Linked DNA regions of Rattus norvegicus: region 1 is linked to region 2. Evidence: chromatin contacts called from public Hi-C data. All regions are on one chromosome and are shown on one strand. The core of a region is the stretch at or near the end of the contact, and the rest is flanking DNA. Distances in the headings are between cores, read along the strand shown. Region 1 overlaps Brip1 (BRCA1 interacting helicase 1). Region 2 overlaps Bcas3 (BCAS3, microtubule associated cell migration factor).

Region 1 (2,997 bases), core at 488-2,987, 750 kb after region 2:
AACAATCAAGGCCGGGACGGAGATCAGAGCTTGCTTAGCACGGGTGAGCCATGTTCAGTACCTATCAAAGTACAGGAAAATTCAAACAAGCCACGAGAAAGAACATGGGAGGAGAGAATGATAAAAACACAATATATTTAGTTGTACATGGCTGAACAAACTGTGTGTTAATGATATGTACACCTGTACATTTCAAAAATACTTAAAAATACTACCCCTCAGGGTTGGAAGTGATTTTTATTTTCTACTTTATAATATTTGGATACTATTTTTTTCTGTATTATTGTTTTATCTGCATGTATGTATGTATGTATGTATGTATGTATGTATGCATGCATGCATGCATGCATGCCACTGAGCCTGCAGGGCACAGAGAGCATATCAGATCTCCAGGAACTGAAGTCACAGGCAGTTGCGAGCCTCCGTGAGAACTGAGAACAGAATCTGCATCTTCTGTAAGGATAACAAGCACTCTTGACTGCCGAGCCATCTCTCAAAGCCCCATTTTGGTCTTTTTCAATGAATCTTTCAATGAAGAAAGCAATACTCTGCTATCAACTCGTCTTGTACACACTGACCAAAATGCTATCAACAGAACTTACACAAAGTCATTTTGTGGGCTGAGGCAATGGCTCAGTTGATTTTCAAGCGTGAGGACCTAAATCTGACCCCTAGAGCCCATATAGTAAAGTGCACAGAAAATGCAGTTCTGGGGTGACTAAAACATGATCACTAGGATTCACTAAGCAGCCAGCCTGGTCTAACTGGAGCACTCTCCAAGACAATGAAGACACCCTGTCTCAATAATCAAGGGGGATGACGTCAGTCAAATGATACACACATGCACACACATCTGCAGGTGCACACATGCATACACACAACACACAAAATTATTTTGCTTCTACCACGGACACTGAAAATTAGTTGACATCATCTACACACAGACCTCTAACACAGAAGTTACCCCAACAGAATTTTCTCTAACGACAGATGGTCTGATATCTGGCTATTCAATGGACTTGACATTGCCCAGATAGGAACACAGAGCACTTGAAAAGTAATTAGTGTGACTAAGTGAATTTTTAATTAACCGAAGGAGCCAGTTGTTATCCTAGCCAGCTTTCCTACAGTGAGCGCGAACCACTGAAATAAATGTTCGTGAAAATAGTCAAGAAACATATCCTCGGAGAAATTCACTCCTTTAAACAGCATGGACACACGCTACTGCCTGTCACAGCGGTGAACTAGCACATTCCAGCAGTTGTCCTCGGTACTCTGGGACCCTGTAAAGGTCACATTATCAGCTAGAAACCGGCATATGTGTCATCAGCATTCACAGACTCGTTCTGGTGTCAAATCTCAATCAGCAAAAACGATGCTCAGCAGATGCATTTATCATAAAACTCTGAACTCGTAACATCTCGTTCTTCTGTAACTCAGCCTACTGAATACTGCTTCTCACAGTGTTGCAGTTTGTCAGGACACCTTCACTTCTTTCACTATGAGCACACCCCTGAGGGGTGTGTCCACACTAACAGCTTTAATACATGATCAAGATCTGCGTGCTAGCTTTACGGGGTGCTTTTCCATATTTGACAGAACGTCAACAGTTTATCTTTCTGTTCCCTCTCTTCTCAGGCAGCAGTCAAACACCACCCTCCCCCAGCCTCAGCCCTCATGCTATGAACGTAAACGCTTCCTTCTTTCCTTATCACCGTGACTCACAGGAATATTTGCAGGCCTTTCCAGACATCTCCAACAACAAATATGTATGCCGCCTAGAGAAGAAAATGGTGAGTAATGTAATAGGCTCTTGGCCCCACGTCGAATCTCAAAAGGAATCTGACGTGTGTGCCCGCCGGCCGCCTGCCGGTTTATTATGCGTTGTGGGTGTGCTTGTTTGGGGTAATGTGGGTGCACATGGAAAAGATGTATCACAGCTGGAGAGACACAGGAGGAGGTGTGCCGTGTTCCCCTCCTATGCTTTGCCCTGCAAACGCTGAATCCATCTGTGGTCCTGTTTTGTTTCCTTGTCTTTCATGGCCTTTATTAACTCATACACATTCTCTTGTCTTCTGGTTCACTGAAGCAGTAAGTCAGATAAGATTGTCCATATTTCTGTCAAAGTCACTGGCCATAAAGAAGGGCACGCTCAAACAAGGTAACTAATATTGTCATCTTCACGTACACTCTAGGATTTTAGGACAGCCGATTTAAACATCTTTGTCATAAGTTCATTGTCCTTATAAGTGGTGTATGACCATAAAGTCTCAACACAAAATGGCACAAAAAGTCTTAATGTTATAGTCAAAGTACATTTTCTCCAGCAAAGATCATCCTTTGCTGATCAAGAGAAATTCCTTCCTTATCCTGGATCTTGGCCTTTGGTCTTCCCCTAAGGTTTTGCAGAACTTTGCATCTTGAGCTAGAGAGGTGGCTCAGCCACTCACGGTGCTTCCTGCTCTTCCACAGGACACAAGTGTGATCACCAACACCCATGTTGCCTTCTTCACGACTGCCTGTAACTCCAGCTCCAGGGAGTCCGACTCCCTCTTCTGACTGTATGGGTATATGCTCACACATGGCATACATTCACACACACATACAAATGAATTAGAATAAAAGCTAGAGCTTGAGAAAGGAAATCTACCTTAACACACTTGGTAGCACACACCTTTTAACCCAGGCATTCAGAAGGCAGAGTCAGGCAGATCTCTGAAATAATTTCTGGCTTCGATATCTAAGACTGAAATAAACTGGACCAAGAGTTGGCAGTATCTTCTCTAAAGGGCAAAGAATGAAGACTTTAGGTTTTATGGGCTGTAGAGCCTGTTCAACTCCTTTTATTCGATATTGCGCTGTTTGAGACAGAGTCTTACTGTGTGCCAGGTTGACCTAGAACTCCCAAGTGCTGGTATTAAGTGTGGGACTGTTTAGTCCCCAACTCTATTGATAAAGAACAAAGTGTAACAGATAATGTCTAAATGGATGTAAACT
Region 2 (2,938 bases), core at 2-2,501:
AATTTCGTTTTTGAGATAGGTTCTCACTAAGTTGCCTTGCTGACTTTTGACGTCACCCTCTATAACCTAGCAAGCAGAGGAAACACAGACCTGGGCCTCAGTCTTCTGAGTCAGACTGTAGTAATGCTGATCGGCCAGCTGCAGCTGGTTTCTGTTTCTTGTTTGTTTGGTTTTCTTTTTCTGAGACAAGGTTTAGCTCCACAGCCAAGGCTGGCCTTGGGATTGTAATTTCAAAGGTTTAGAGAGCATTTGAAGTGCTGGGTTATCGGTGTGCAGCTTTATGCCTGATTTCTCTTGTGTTACTGCAGTGGCCAAGAAGCCGGAGTTCTGCTAGGCTCAAACTAGAAATGCATTAGAGGCCTGTCAGTGGTGGGCTATGTAAAATCAATGTTTTCATCCAATGGGAGTCTTATAGCACCAGAGAAAGAAAAGCTGTAATCACATGCATTGACATGAACAACTTCCAACCATAGTAATGTGGAGAGGGTCGACAAGTGCAGACCCCAGCTCTATTGTGCCCAGCCTTAGAAGTTAAGGTTTGTTTATGACTGGGGAGGGAGAGATCTGGCAAGCCTTGAGGTAACTTTTGTTGTTGTTTGTTTATTTTTGTAGAGAGGGAATGTCACTTTTGAGCCCGAGCTGGTGTGAAACTTCTTGTGTAGGCAAGCTTGGCCTCCAAGTTGTTGTAAGATCCTCCTGCCTCTGCCTTTGGTAGCTTTTGCTCCCAGCCTAATCTTTTCTTGAGGTGCATGTCAGTAGCATAGATGCTTTGTGGGCGTTCATTAACCTGGATGTGTGTAACTAATGACACGTACGTTTTAAACAGAAAGCTGTCTGTCAGTAAGGTTTGTGAAAAAAGTCTTTTGGAATCTGTAGTTTTCTCTCTGCCGGGCAGGGCACTGAGTATGTCTTGCAGCCTTGTGAGCACTGTTGTTGGGTGGCACACCAGGATTTCAGAGCAGGCTGAACGTTTCTCAGCTTTCTTCCAGATCATTCTGTGTGTGAATCGCTGTAATTTTCTTTTCCTTATATTGAGTTGTGAGATTCTAAACTTGAATTTCCCTACCCCCTTCCAGTTTGGTATGTAATTTGCATATTTTCACCATGCGAAAGCTATTTTCTATGGTTGGAAAAGATTTTTTTCCCTACAGTGTGAACAAATCATTCTTTGTTCTCCTTATTGTGCCTTCAAACTGGCACGTCCGGTTTATGCCCTAAACGACAAAAGTCTGTCATCAGAAATTAAAATGCCAGCAGGAACAAAGGCGGAGACCAGGAGGAGCTCCGGGAGGGAGCAGTCTTCTCTGTGCCCTCCTCTCTAGCCTAGAGTTCTGGGTCCACTCTCTGGTGGTCCTGTCCTTACTGCTCAGTTTAGAACTCAACTTGCACCTCACTTTTCAGGCTTCACGGTCCTCGTCATTGAGTTTCTTTGCCGTTTTCCAAGATTTTTTTTTCAGGGAAACCCAAAAGTAGTTTTGACTGAGTTAAAATTGTTTTGGTATTTATTTGAAAGCAAAGTTACTCATAAACATGCTGGATGAAAGTGTGAGTGGCAGCTGGGAACCATCCCTCTCTGTGTCCTTTCTGACATGCAGAAAGCTCTGTGTCTGGATAAGCCTTGTGGTGCTGTCTGCGCTCGGTGTTGTCCTCATGTGGGATTTTCATGGATCATTTGGAGGATACTTGTGACTTCGATTCCGCAGTTAGAATTACACTTCTGATTTCAGAGGCTAGAACCAGGTGTCTAGGATGTTCTCAGCTCTCTGTATGTGACACGGTGCCTTCTCCACCCTCTTCCCTTGCTATCCCTAAGGATTCTAGCTCTCCAGCTCAGTGCGTGGCTCCAGAGTGAATGGTTCTTGTTCTCACCTGCTGCTGTACTGGGAAGATGTGTTCAGGTTACAATAAGGAGTTTGCTTCATTTTGAAAGTTGTTTTGTGTAAAGCTTCCTGTGTTCTTTTTCTATGTTTTCTGCTCTAGTGTATTAAATTCAGTGAGGACAAACTTTTAATTATGTCAAGAGAGATTTTAAAACAAGAGTATATTGGAGTACAGGGGCTCAGGGAAATAAGATTATATTTTTTAACATTAGAATTTTGTTAAAATATACATAGAGCCATAAACTCAATGCCAGTTCCAGCACATGGAAATAATAGTATAGAACAGGAGATTTTGTGCTCACATTGTAATATGTTATGTTTATAAATTTTTCACTACTCTGTTATTATACAGCTTTAAGTTTTACCTTACTTTTTAATTAATTTTCTAATTATTAAAATTAATAGAAAGTAGACTTAATTATTTTTTATTGAGTAGTTACTATAATTTCAAGATGTAATTGCTTGCTCTACATTCTCTGCTTTACCCTTTTCTGCTTATTTTCAAGAGGTGGGGACTCAGAACTTAACACATCTTTAATAGAAGTAGACAATACCATTTCTTAGCCCATTCACATAGGTGTGTCTAGAAACCAAAGACGTTTCAGAAAAATGGATGAATATTGCATTGGATGGAAATTTTCACAAAATAATTTTTCCAGTTTTTTCTTAGACAATTTTCCTATCTCTTGATAGCCACAGTGTGTTTTGCTCATGGGTTTCGTTATTTGAAATGAAAGCCATGAAGACTTGTGGAGCCCGGGAGCCTAGGCCTGCTCTGCTGACTTCTTAGAGCCTTTGGGGAGGTGGGGCTGTTGTAGCAGTATCCGTTTGAGGTCTCCTCCTGGGAATATTTACAGGAAAGGAAAACCCTTACAGCTCAACTCTAAAGGTACATAAGAGAGAGGCTGAAGATGTGAGATCTTTCTCTATGTAAAAGTCTCCTCTGAACATAAGTTTACTGTGGAAGTTTGGCCAGCCTTTACAATGGATAGATTCTTAGAATTCTAAGCCACTTGTTGAGGAAAGCCTATTAAAACATCAGCAGTGTGTATCGTCTA

What was found. Hi-C and Micro-C count contacts between places; a contact is called where the count stands out from the background.
Region 1: a Hi-C map of the A7r5 cell line shows a contact between it and region 2, with 5 times the contacts expected there. The contact joins two enhancer-like sites. A contact is called at or near these places in 3 of 12 Hi-C or Micro-C datasets (the A7r5 cell line, the Rat2 cell line and Schwann cells).

The regions. Positions count from the first base shown.
Region 1 is chr10:71,502,649-71,505,645 of GRCr8, forward strand. All of the region lies in intron 6 of Brip1 (BRCA1 interacting helicase 1), which reads right to left. The region is part of intron 1 of LOC134480843 (large ribosomal subunit protein eL21-like); the gene reads right to left. Among named protein-coding and RNA genes, the nearest start is that of Brip1, 24 kb to the right of the region's middle. Within about 2 kb of position 1,738, at least 12 of the 93 cell types and tissues checked have an H3K27ac peak or open chromatin away from gene starts, as enhancers often do. A contact at or near this core is called in the A7r5 cell line and Schwann cells, where this site is marked.
Region 2 is chr10:70,752,505-70,755,442 of GRCr8, forward strand. The region is part of intron 6 of Bcas3 (BCAS3, microtubule associated cell migration factor); the gene reads left to right. All of the region lies in intron 1 of LOC134480843 (large ribosomal subunit protein eL21-like), which reads right to left. Among named protein-coding and RNA genes, the nearest start is that of Bcas3, 42 kb to the left of the region's middle. Within about 2 kb of position 1,252, at least 27 of the 93 cell types and tissues checked have an H3K27ac peak or open chromatin away from gene starts, as enhancers often do. A contact at or near this core is called in the A7r5 cell line and Schwann cells, where this site is marked.